Linked DNA regions of Sparus aurata: regions 1 and 2 are each linked to region 3. Evidence: chromatin contacts called from public Hi-C data. All regions are on one chromosome and are shown on one strand. Each heading gives the region's core, a stretch centred on a gene start, on an enhancer-like site or on the middle of the called end of the contact. The rest is flanking DNA. Distances are from core to core; before and after follow the strand shown. Region 1 holds the start of slc35a2 (solute carrier family 35 member 2). Region 2 holds the start of bcap31 (B cell receptor associated protein 31). Region 3 holds the start of gripap1 (GRIP1 associated protein 1).

Region 1 (4,338 bases), core at 1,376-3,875, 210 kb after region 3:
GGACAGGACGAGCTAACATGCTAACATGCTAACATTAGCTGCTCACATGTGTCTGAACAGGCTCCACCCCTCTCCTTCTGCCAACATCATGTTAATAATTAACATTTGGAAAATTTTGACTTTTTTAACACAGATTTGTGTCTTCAGACCTTTTTGCTAATTAAACTTATATTTGTGAGGTGTTTTTACAGATTTACGTCTTCAGTGTCCAGACAGGACGTCAGACAGGAAGTCAGACTTCTTGTTGTTTGGCTTCACACGAGGAGAAAAAGACAGAACACCACCCGACTGAACCTGTGAATCACCCCGAGTCTGACCTGGAAGGTAGCGGCCGGCAGGTTGGAGATGGCGATGTACTGCAGGTTGTTCTGCAGAGTGTAGATGAGCGACGGGACGGCGAGTTTCAGAGTGTCTTTGTACTGAAACACGATGGAGTCGAGCAGGAAGAGCAGCGTCTGCTTCACATTGCCTGCAGCCACAGAGAGAGAGAGAGTCAGGTTACTGTTTGCTCTGATGTCGTTCTTCCACAGCGGCCTGAAGCTGCAGGACCTGAGCTCGCTGCCCTGACAGGTCTTACAGGTGCGACTCTGTTTCTTCTGTCCTGCCCACTTCAGAACCGCAGCTCTTAGTTCTGCTGCTTCAACGAGCCAGGTTACCGTCACCGTGACAACGTGATCAGTTAGATTAACACACCTGATATATTATTTATATTTTGTCACATCTCATCTTTCTAAATTCTTTACTTTTCTGCTGAGCGTTCAGCTTGTTACACCTGTTCTGTCACTTCAGTCCGGTCGGGTTCACTCACATCTCTTCTGCAGCAGAATGATGAGCAGACACGTCAGCACCTTCAGGACCTCCGCCATCACCACGGCTGACGTCGCGAAGAAGCGGTCGCCCGGCAACGTGCGGACGTATCGGATGCTGAGGATGAGCGATGCATTCTGGACCACCAGCACCGCCAGGCTGATGTACTTCAGCTTCTTGTTGACTGCAGGAAACAACCACACACAGAATCACTCGTCACGTTGGAATCATGGATACAACGATTTATTTTTATATTGTGGATAAAATTATTATTTTGGAAGCTTTTCCAAACATAAAATCAACGTGTGTGTGTTAGAGTTCTGTTGGTTCTTCTTCTGATCGCTTTCAGGTTCAATGTTCAAATGTTCTGTTTCTGCCAACGTCTCAGAATGAAGGTTCTGGTATCATGTGAACCCGGACGTATACTGCCTCTATTGGTACCAGCCACACCGGGCTGAACTGTAGACGGGAAAATCTGAATCCTACTCTGTTCTGTTCTGCTGCCTGTCGGACCGATCCACACTTTTCATGGAGGAAGACATATTTATTTATAACAGATAAATAAATACTGAAATAAATCTAACTCTTATATTTAATGTGTTATTTATTTACTTACGGTGACAATTAGGATTAAATGACACAATTATTTAGATATTTAATTATATATTTGATTTTGACACCTTGGCTCTGCCTCTCTGCCTGCAGTGGTGCCATGTAACTGAGTACATTTACCAAAGTACTGAGTAAATACTGAGATACTTTACGGAAGTAAAGTTTGTAAGGCAGATGTTTCACTGGAGTATTTCCAAAGTATCTCATTCTGCCACCTCTGTGTGTGTGTGTGTGTGTGTGTGTGTGTGTGTGCCACCTGCAGTCCAAACCTCCACGTCATCAGCTGCTGAACCGCTGACACACCTGGTTCTAACACCGTGCTCTGGTTTAGCCTCCACAGTGAAGCTACATCAGCAGCTAACACTGGTTAGCCTCAGTTAGCATGACAGAAACTAGTTTTACACCATAAACAATTAGCCTAGCCCTGTGCTTTAGCCTCCTGCTCAGCTAGCATGCTAATAGTTAAAGTCGTTAGTTTAAAGTCCTGACGTCACTTAATAAACACTTGACGCGATGTTAACCCGGCAAAGACCCGCGAGTCTTCACACTGGTGAACTTTCCGGGTTAACTGTGACAGATACTGACCCGCTTCGAGTCAGCTAACTTTGGTTAGTTTAGCCGCTAGTTAGCTAGCCTCCGCCGCCCTGTGCGTTCACGGGACCACGGAGGAACTTTAGTCGTTTATCGATTTGATCGATTTATCAACAGATATCAAACTCTGATTCCTGCTCCGACACATCGGCTCACTCTTCGAGCAGCCACCCGGGTTCAGAGCCTCGCGGCCCGTGTGGAGTGAACTGGTCTCCCGGTCCTCGGGTCTCCCTCCCCGGACACACTTACCTTCACTCTGACCCCGGCTCGCTGCCTTCTCCTCCGCCGCCTGGCTGTGCTTCCCTGCGGCCATGCTGCGCTCCCTCTGCCCGCCGTCCGGACCGAGTCTTCACTCCGCTGCCTGCTCGACCAACACTCCGCTAGCCTGCCAGCTAGCCCCGGCTCACAGTGCACACCCACCCGGAACTGAGCTCCGGTGTGTCGGTCAGGTTACAGAGGGAGCGGCGGGTGTGTCAGGCGGATGTCTGACCGGAGGTGAGGTTAGAGGAGCCTGCGGGGGGGCCACCGCACCGCCGGGAGGACAACAGTCCGAGGAGGCTGCGATGCGTTCAGGGACTGAAGGAACTACAGCTGCACAGATAGGACGAACTGTCTGACAGGATGTATCACTCTGAGGCAGAATATCTGCTGTCGTCTCTGAAATGTGAACTTTAACACTTAAAGATTTAAGATTTGAATCATTAATAACATACAGAACATTAACCGATAATGATAATGGTTATTATTTTTTAATGAGTTGAAATTACCATATCCGCATGTTTAAATGTGTTTACTCACATTAGTCACTGATTTTATTATGATTAATTTCGTTTAGTTAAATGTCGTCAGTCTAAATAAAGCAGCAGCTGGTTTTCGTCTCTCGGCTGAATTAAAGGATGATAATGTAGAAATGATGCCAGTAAAACCTTCAGAGGTGATTGAATAAATATAATTCTGATCAAACTGCTGGAAGCGTTTCTGTTTCCTCAGTTTGATGTTGAGATGCTGTGAACAAGCTAAAAGGAGTTCAGAACAATTATTCACCAGCAGAAACACTCATCAAAGCTAAACTGACATTTAATGATCTTTAATCTCAACTAGGATCTTTTAAAGTTATTGATAACAAATAAACCAACATGTGTCATTCATCAGACTGTAACAGTGTCCTGAATACATGTTTGTTTAATGTTTGATAAAACATCATCAGTGCTGAAAGATCAAGTTTAACATCCAGAAATATGTCAGTTAAAAATGATTTGTTGCAGAAACTATATTCAAAAGTACAGCGTGACGATTTTTGATCAAAGATCGTCTATTCACCCACTTCGTCATGAGAGGATGGAGCTCTGGATATTCAGTCAGAGTGAGCCCTCTCTCCTCCTCCTCCTCTCTGATCCTCTGACAACAATCACTTCCTTGTTCTCCTGCAGGTTGAACATGGAGGAATCCTATTGGCTGCTGGATGAACACCTCACCTGTCGGATGTTTGTGATGTCCAGCGCCACCTGCTGGTTCACTGAAGCACAGTCTCTGTTTTTTAAATACTTTTATTGAAAATGTAGAAAATAAAAGCAGCAACATCCGGTCAGCGTGTGTGTGTGTGTGTGTGTGTGTGTGTGTGTGTGTGTGTGTAGACTAAAGAGTTCATCACGATGCTTCTGATCAGAACATACTAATAAATGGTAAATTGATAATTAAACCAAATTATTTTACTGTTAACCAATAAAAAATCTTCAAACATTTTATTAAAAAACTTTATTATAAAGTTGTAACTGATGTTTATTGACTTCAGTCTCAATACTTATTAAACATTTCATTTAAAAGTTTAATTAACTATAAAATTACCTTTAATGTGATTTAGTTTTGAATCATTGTTCTCTGACACTTTGTTTAAAACATGCTGTCGTATGAATATAAATATAAATATAGATATATAAATATAAGAGGGACAGAATGAGAACGACACGATAAAGTGATAAAAAACTGTTTTATTAAACGTTGGATCTTTTTCTCTCGATCCATAAATTCTTATTTAATGTAAATAAACAGGAACAAGTGACTGAGGAGCCACTCTGATCATAAACCAGTGAGAAATACACAAGTATTTACAGTGAGGTCGCCATGAACCAGATCCACTGGTTCACTTCTGGACCGGAACCAGACAACTAATAAATATCTGCATTCAAACATAAACTGAAGATCTGACAGGCTCAATAACTGACCTGAGATCTGATGGAGCGACAGCTGCGGCTCCGGCTGCTCCGGTCTAACTGGACCCGACACCTGTGATGTGTAATGTGCTGGAATGTAACAGATTACTTTCCTGTT
Region 2 (4,097 bases), core at 1,347-3,846, 160 kb after region 3:
AGTACCCGGTTCATGTGTCCTCACCGTTAATAAATGCAGCTGAGCCGCTGCTGACGTGTTTCCAAACCGTGCAGTGCATCTGCAACAACTTTAAAGTCAGCTAGCTAACATAGCATTACCACTCACTTACACTGACCAGCTAACGTTAGCTAAACAGCTTTCATGCCGTTCTAAATAATAAATACATTTTAAAAAGACTTCATGCCGACTTTACCGAAACTACCGTTTTGTTTTTAGATAGTGACCAAAGTTTAGTTAACGGTGCATTATTTATGTAATTAACATGGCAGAGATAAAACCGACCAAAATCACAATGGAGTTTGGTGCATGGAACAAAACACAACGTCCATCCGGATTTAATTGGCTGTGATTAAAGGATTATGTTCCAGCTGAATTTACCTCGACAGTTAACAGTTAAATGAGACTTCTTCAGCTTCTGTTCAGAGTTATTTCAGAAACATTTGAGGTAGAAACAAATCTCACCAACATGAGAGGGAAGCTGGCTCCATTTTAACCCGCTCATTAGTAGAACTCGCTGGGCTGAGACAGCGCATGACGGTAGTTAATATGTGGCGCTGCTGATATATGAAGGAACATCACCTGGACTTATTACCTGAGATCAATAAGTATTAACTAAATGTACACCTCCCACACAGACATGAATACACCTGTACTGAGCAGGTAACTGGACGCATAAAGCAGATTCGTACAGAACAGTTTACTCACCGTGTTCGTGTCCTCAGAGAAGAGCAGCTCCAAACAGAGTGACGATCAGTCAGCCGTTTTTATACACATCCAACTTTTTGGAGGGAAATGCGCAACTTTCACGCGGGAAACGAGCGAGACCGCCCCTTTTGGTGTGCACCACCTGGATTCGTCAGAAAATCTGTGGGCTGGACTTATTTGACGTGGTTTACGTCATTTCAACTAGAGACTTCTCCAGCCATTCAAAACTGTTTAGCTCAGTCGGTAGAGTAGCAGTTCTGTGTTCCGTGGTCTGCTTTTATCCTGAGTTCGAGTCCCGGCTGGAGAAACTCAACTGCATCATATTTACTGTAACTTCTCTTGTCAAAAGTTAAGATAAAAATGAATAGAACAAACACAGAGAAACACTTGTTAACAGGATACACAAAAAGCTACTTTTTTTAAATTGATATTTAATTTCTCTGGTCTTCATTTGTTATTAATCCAAAACTAGCTGAATGTAATCAAGTTACATTACTTTAATATTGTAATCGGGTGTATTCAGGTAATTTGGACACCTCAGCTCAAGTGTTACTGATTTCTGTTCTGTACTTTTACCATAAAATTAATTAAATTAAATGTGAATGATGACTTCATGGGGATGATGTCACAGAAAGGGGCGGGGCACTAGTACATATCTATTTCTTACCTTTTTATTATATATTGTTTATTATGTACTTTTATTAATGTTTATTGATTAGGCTGTTGTGACACGCAGATCTCCCCGTTTGCAGGACCAATAAAGGAATTCTGATTCCTATTGCATGAGGAGGTCAGTTACGTGATATTCTGATCAGTCATAAATAAGAAAATGTTTCTAATATCCTATCATGTTATGTTTGTTGTGGAGCTGTTGAAAATAGAGAACAATTCTGGGAAAAACGGGACAGGTGGCATCTCTAATCTCTGTACATATTAATAATTTACTGTGGAACCAGTCTGACCAGTAACACGAGCCACAGGGAGACAAGGAGAAACAGTCAGAGTGAGATGTCTGTCTTCATCCTCCTCTCTGCCTCCAGAGTTCAGTGGTTTTCTGCAGACAGTGTCTCCCCCTGCTGGTCAGGAGAGGAACTGCGCTGTGTAGTGGGATTACTAGTGATAATGTATATCTCTATATACTCTGTATTATTCTATATTGTCTCTATATCTGTGTATTCATTTCTCTTGTGTTTTATTGTTTAATATTAATGTTTTGTTTTACGCAAACAAAACCTTTTATCATATATTTTTAAATACATAAAGGTTTACATATTACATTTGACTGTTTCCCCTGTAATAGTGTCCTCAGTGTTTCATTAATGTCAGTATATATATGTTGATGAAGGTCGTGGTGATTTTCAGTGTTGTGGACCCTTTTGAATGTCACTCGTAACAGCAAAATCACAGACTCCTTACAAATCGAGTTATTATAAGAGTTGTTGCATGATGAGGAGAAACTTAACAAACTCTGTGAAAGAGCTACAAAAAAATGGAGAACGTCACCAGACTTCCTCACAAAACTCTCAATTTTAAGACTTGTTCATTAGAATGAACTGTATACACTTTGAGAAACGCTGTCTACAACACATTTGTATGTATTTGGGCCTATTTGTTCATTCGGAAAACGTGTTACATGAATATATTTCTTTATTTGTTTAACAACGTTGTATCAGTTTGTCTCAGCTGTCCTCTGTATCTCCACCCTGACGTCACAGAGCTCAGAATATGACGTCATGTCTGTTACTGTATTTTGAATCAATAACATCAAAATGTCAAAAAAGCTCTTTGACCGAGATTTCATGACGTGTGACGCAATGAGTTGTCACATATTGACTCCGCCCACATTCTTCGGCGTATCCAATCACGTGCTGGGATCGCGATGAGCTGGCATTAAACACCGGAAGTGTTTACAACACGAAGCCATGCTAACAGGCTAATATCCCGCCTGGGCTGAGTGTTTGGAGCTGAACAGCAGCTTGTTGTCTGAGTCTCTCTGAGTTTGTGTCTGCGGGAGTTTCTGAGGTGAGTCTGACTATTTACTGCTGTCTACTGTTAGCACACAGTCCTCCAGCTAACACCTGCTAACTGCTTTAGCTTGCTAACTTTTAACTAGTTTGTTAGTTAACCAGCGCGAAGTTATCGTCATGATGTCATTAACCAACAGCTGCGACACAAGTGTTCACACCACACACAGCTGACAGTGTGTCCCACTTATGAAGACACAAGTTGTGTTAAACGACCCAAAACAAACACTTTTCCAGTAAGTAGACGGAGCCTGCGAGCTAGCTGGCTAACTGGGGTTCAGGGAAGCCAAGTTAGCATGCTAGCTAGTTCAGGTGCTCTGTCACAGTCCAGGAAATAGACGTTAGCAGGATCATTCTGTTCCAAGTTGGATGTTTGAACATATTTAGTTAATATAATAAACATAAACGATTATTAACGGATGTAGCTCGTTAAACTTCAGCTGGTTGGTTTGTGTTTATCAGACAGATTTGCATTTATTTCAATACGTAGTCGAGTCTGTTTTTCATGTGGTCGTAAAAAGTGAATCTATATGTTTTACTTTTGCTCCACAGAGGTAGAGATGTGCGGAGAAACCAGCTGATTGTGGTTTAATTAGCGCTGTAATGTGAAAAGAGTCGGACATGTTGAGCTGAGGTGTTTCTGCACTGTAACGTGTGTTGGCAGCTGACACTCCCCCTCCTCACTGACTCACTGACAACACTTAGCACAGACATCAGGTGAAACTGTGGCAGCAGGTAAACTACGGCTACTCAAAGGAAGGGCTGGACAGTCTGGCCTTTAACAAGATGATGTAAGGCCGACTGATATTGGCTCATACTGATTACTAAAATCAAGGAGGCTGAACTCTGATATCTGGGGCAGATGTACCACTGTGTACTTTAAGGCCTCTTTTATTTGAGAATGCTGAGGTGTTTCAGTGTCTCTTGGAAATCTTTTATCCAGTCACTCAGTGATCTGTTGGTAAACTCAGCATGGAGAACAAAAAGAGGGAAATATTAAACTGATCTTTAATGGATCCAGAGCCTCTCAGAGGGTGACGGCCATTAGACCATCATCTCCCTCCGCAGCGTGTCCACTGCTGCTCTCAGGGAGCTGAACTTCCTTATTTTAGTTCCATCAGCTGTCGGGATCTTAAACAAGATGTAGGTTTAGTTGTTATTGCACTAAACAGAGACTGATGCACTCTTATTATATTTACTGTTCAAGCCCAAAGGACAGAAAACTGTTCATAAGACGACTTGTTGTCAAACTCATCAACCAGATTGTAAATATTATTTAATCTCTTTGGAATCATGTAGGAAAAGTTAAGGATTTGTTTAAAAGAGTTAAAAACACAGTGAGTCCGT
Region 3 (4,207 bases), core at 1,105-3,604:
GGAACGATCAATAAATCAGATGTTTGAGATAAAACAAGACAAATATTCACTGATTCTGAAGATAAAATAACTTTTATTATATTCTATATTATCAGTTAAAGTCGTTTCAAAGTTATTTTTTAGGTTTCGTTGATTCTCCACAGCTAAAAGTTTATTTAACTGCAGTTAAATTCTGCTGATATGAGGTTTGTTCAATAATAATAATAATAATAATAATAATAATAATGTTTGTTTTTCATCAGCAGGATGTAAATCTACAGATAGTTTCAGACATTTAAAAGTATTTCATCTTTAACATTGTGGATTTACTTTCTTTAACACATTTCAATGTTACGGATTAATAATCAATAACTTTCTGTGTCAATAAAGACGATTATCAGAATCACTCTGCAGCAGGATGTGATGTCATCAGCAGCCTCGACTGATTCTACAATCTCAGTTTTCACAATAAAGTTTCAGTTGTTTTGTGGACGATGAAACTTCACATCAACATGCAGAGAGGAGACGACGGGGTGAACTGTTCCTTTAACAAGAGCGTTTTTATTTAACACTAACTAATAACGACTTCACAGGAGACACGTTCAAACTATGAATTAACCTGATCAAACTGCCATGAAATTATTCTGTTTTCTGCTTCACTCGTTTCCTTCAGTTCTGTTACGTTTGTCTAATGTGTCCATCTGAGAAATCACTCGTTTGTGACTGCAGGCAAATATCTGAACATGAACGTGATGAAGAGACGATGAACAAAACAGAGAGCAGCTTCATCATCACCACCATCATCATCACCATCATCATCATCATCATCATCACCACCATCACCACCATCATCATCATCATCATGAAGCACAGCGGAGTGTTTCTACCTGTCGAGTTCTTCCTGAGGTCGTCAGACAGCTGGTAGTTCTGAGTCCGCAGCTCCAACAGCTGAGCCTGCACACACACACACACACACACACACACACACACACACACACACATCATCATCAACATCTTCATCACCTTCATCATCATGTTTCATTATTCTGCTTTCACTCAATCTGCAAACTGAACCCATCATGATTTAAAGGTGCGATACGTAACACACCTGTCACATTCATTCTCAAAGCGAACAGGGGGCAGCATGTAGGGAGTGTAACCACTAACTGCTGCTGTTAGCTTATTAGCTCAGTTAGATGTGCAGCTAGCGGTCCTGAGGGGGATCACGGAGAATCAATGTTTATACCACTGACAGGAGCTGGTTAGCATGCTGACGTCAGCTACATCTCTGCAACACTACACACATCATAACATCAACTCTTTATTTAAGTTCATTTTTGTATGTGTTCAACTAGAATCTCACATAATGCACCTTTAAAAGAACAGAAAAGCAACAGTGCAGGTGATGAATTCTTATTTCACACATACAAATGAAAACGCCTCCAGCTCCAGACTGTTAGCATGCAGAGTTAGCATCAGGCTCACAGGTGGAGACCATCAGCTCCTCTGTTAGCATCAGAACAGAGTCCAGTCAAGACGTCAAGCTGATGACCAGAACCTTAATGAGTGAGCAGCTTCTGTCAGTACAGTGTGTGAGCAGTTAGCATGCTAACAGGTGTCAGTGTGTGTGTCTGAGCTCTTCCTCTTCACGTTAACACTCACTGTGTGTTTTATTATTTATGGCTCATATCGTCACTTTGCACCAAACCACAGCTAACACTGAGCTAACCAGATGAACAACAGCACCGCTGTCTGTTAGCCTGACTCAGATCCCGTGACTCTCATTTGGCCGAGTGTCCCGTGGATGCTAACGTGTTAGCTAACTGACAGATAAAATTACAGGCTAGCAGCAGGAAAGCTACATGGAACCATTTTTCCCTGCAGAGGAGGAGGAGGCTAAGCTAGGTTAGCTGACACCGAGCTAGCATACCGTGGCAGGCTGTGTATTAAAGACATTTCTCCCAGTTTGTCTGTGAGCTCAGACTGACCGTCATCTCCATGACACCGTTAAATTAATAAAAACAACAGGAGCCGCAGAGCGCGACACCGTTATCTACTCCCACCCGCACGGCTAACGGTTAGCATTAGCCAGCGGACGTCTGTGGCACTGATGCCGCACCTGTCTGCCGAGCTGACAGGTGTTGTTCACAGCACTGACAGCTGCCTGTCTGTGAGCCCACCGACACGAAATCACAGCTGTCCTGTTTTTCTCACCTGCATCCGATGAAACTCCTCCTCTGACAGAGCCTGCGACATGGCCATGTTTACCTGGGCTGCTAGCTAGCAGGCTAAGCTAGCGGAGGAGACGGAGCGGAGGAGAGCGGCACAGAGGAGGAGACACAACAGACCTCTCACTCCGCCTCCGTTTCCGAGGACCAAGAATGACCTTCAGCTCTGTGTGTGTGTGTGTGTGTGTGTGTGTGTGCTGCTGGAGAGTAACTAAGTACATTTACTCACACAGTTTTGAGGCACTTGTACTTTTGCCTATATTTAAAACTACTTTATACTTTTATTTGACGATACTTTGGAGCTGATATTGTAACTTGTACATTTATTTGAGTACTTTGCAGATTCATCAATAAATAACGATGTGTCATTATTAGGTTCAACCCTGTGGTGTATAAAGCCGTTTACACCTGCTCCACCTGCTGCACCACGGAGATGATGAGGTCATTAAAGGAACAGTTCACACAAACATCCAGACATCTTCTCCTCCCTCTGTGCTGATGGAAGTCACGTGACGTCTCACCGTCTATGCCGAATTAACTAACAGCACTTCCTGTGTGCAGTGTGTGTGTGTGTGTTCAGACTTCCATCACTGGGTCACTTTAATACTGAAGAAAACTTAAAAACAGGATTTTTCTCAGGCAAGACTGGATTTCACTTTCTGGGTGAACTGTTCCTTTAAAGCCTGTCTGTCTGATCGACATCTCCTTGAATCACTTTGTGAGCTTGTAAAAGATTTCAATCTTCTGTCTGAACTGAATCTTGTTAAACTGGCTCTGACACACACTCACACACACACACACACACACACACAGGTTGTCTAACTGAGATTTCCCAAAGTGTTTCTAAAGACGTTCGGCTCTCAGAGGAAGGAAACCTCTCATGTTGTCACGTTTAAAATCAGTGGTGTAATTTAAAGGTTCTGTTATTTCAAAGTTTCCTCAAACTTCCTGCCCAGAGAGACAGAAAGAGAAAGACCAGCTCGATTATCTGCTGGTGAATTATTAACTAACAGGGTTAAATATAGAGACAGAAGTGAGAGACAGAGAGAGAGAGAGAGAGAGACAGAGAGAGAGACAGAGACAGAGAGAGAGAGAGAGACAGAGAGAGAGACAGAGAGAGAGCGCGAGACAGAGAGAGAGACAGAGAGACAGAGAGAGAGACAGAGAGACAGAGAGAGAGCGAGAGAGAGAGACAGAGAGAGAGAGAGACAGAGAGAGAGACAGAGAGAGAGAGAGTTATTTTCAGTTTTGGTCGTCCGGCTGCATCTCTGTATCTCGTCAGTCGTCTCAGGTTTCCGCTGTAATTGGACGTTTGCTGGACGTTTGCTTGACGTTTGTTGGATGTTTGCTGGACGTTTGCTGGACGTGGTCATGGAGCTGCTGTCCTCTCTGAGGTCGATGGACCCCGGCACTGTGGATCAGGAGTACAACGTGAGTGTTTGCAGTCGTCTCTGTCTGTGTGAAGTAGAAGCTTGTTCACACTCGGAGGTGTGAGAATAAACTTTGGTCTAGTTGTTGAAACCAAGTTTAGTTCAGCTTTACGTGTAGAGTTAAAGTCTCCAGTCATGTTTGAGGTTTGAGGTTATCACTGATGGTGAACATACTACTTCTGCATGTTGTTTACGTGTCTTGTCTCGGCGTCCGTCTGCTCGTCCTCGCCGCATCACGACTCCTCACACTGGCTTTCCTGGAAACACCGCCTGATGTCTGATGTCTGATCAGTCAAATGAGCTCTGAATGACATGCAAATCTAAAAACAGGAATTAGAGTTCAGTTTGTGTTTCTCAAACTGGCAGCAAACCACTGTATTCGTTCCTGTTTACCAGTGATGTTGTAGCGCTCCTGGTGCCGCTCAGTCCAACCGGACCGGGTCCGAGAGAAACGCTCAAAGACACAAAGCAGGTGAAGAGAGCCGAGAGTTAAAACGATAACAACGATAACAACAAGCTTAACTTCTAATTCTTTTGTAAATCATGATCTCACAGTGATCTCACAGTGAT

What was found. A called contact is a pair of places that touch in the nucleus more often than the background predicts.
Region 1: a Hi-C map of an unstated tissue shows a contact between it and region 3, with 6 times the contacts expected there. The contact joins the promoter of slc35a2 here to the promoter of gripap1 in region 3. A contact is called at or near these places in 2 of 2 Hi-C or Micro-C datasets (skeletal muscle and an unstated tissue).
Region 2: a Hi-C map of an unstated tissue shows a contact between it and region 3, with 7 times the contacts expected there. The contact joins the promoter of bcap31 here to the promoter of gripap1 in region 3. A contact is called at or near these places in 2 of 2 Hi-C or Micro-C datasets (skeletal muscle and an unstated tissue).

What each region holds. Positions count from the first base shown.
Region 1 is chr7:664,766-669,103 of fSpaAur1.1, reverse strand. It overlaps slc35a2 (solute carrier family 35 member 2), which reads right to left and starts at 2,625. Exons shown (of 6, transcript XM_030424236.1): 1 at 2,260-2,625; 2 at 809-991; 3 at 318-469. The coding sequence starts at 2,323. It overlaps pim2 (Pim-2 proto-oncogene, serine/threonine kinase), which reads right to left. Exons shown (of 7, transcript XM_030424238.1): 7 at 3,981-4,338.
Region 2 is chr7:716,337-720,433 of fSpaAur1.1, reverse strand. It overlaps bcap31 (B cell receptor associated protein 31), which reads left to right and starts at 2,596. Exons shown (of 8, transcript XM_030424239.1): 1 at 2,596-2,748.
Region 3 is chr7:875,748-879,954 of fSpaAur1.1, reverse strand. gripap1 (GRIP1 associated protein 1) reads right to left here and starts at 2,354. Exons shown (of 28, transcript XM_030422337.1): 1 at 2,194-2,354; 2 at 867-933. The coding sequence starts at 2,241. It overlaps ptpn18 (protein tyrosine phosphatase non-receptor type 18), which reads left to right and starts at 3,441. Exons shown (of 16, transcript XM_030422338.1): 1 at 3,441-3,638. The coding sequence starts at 3,549.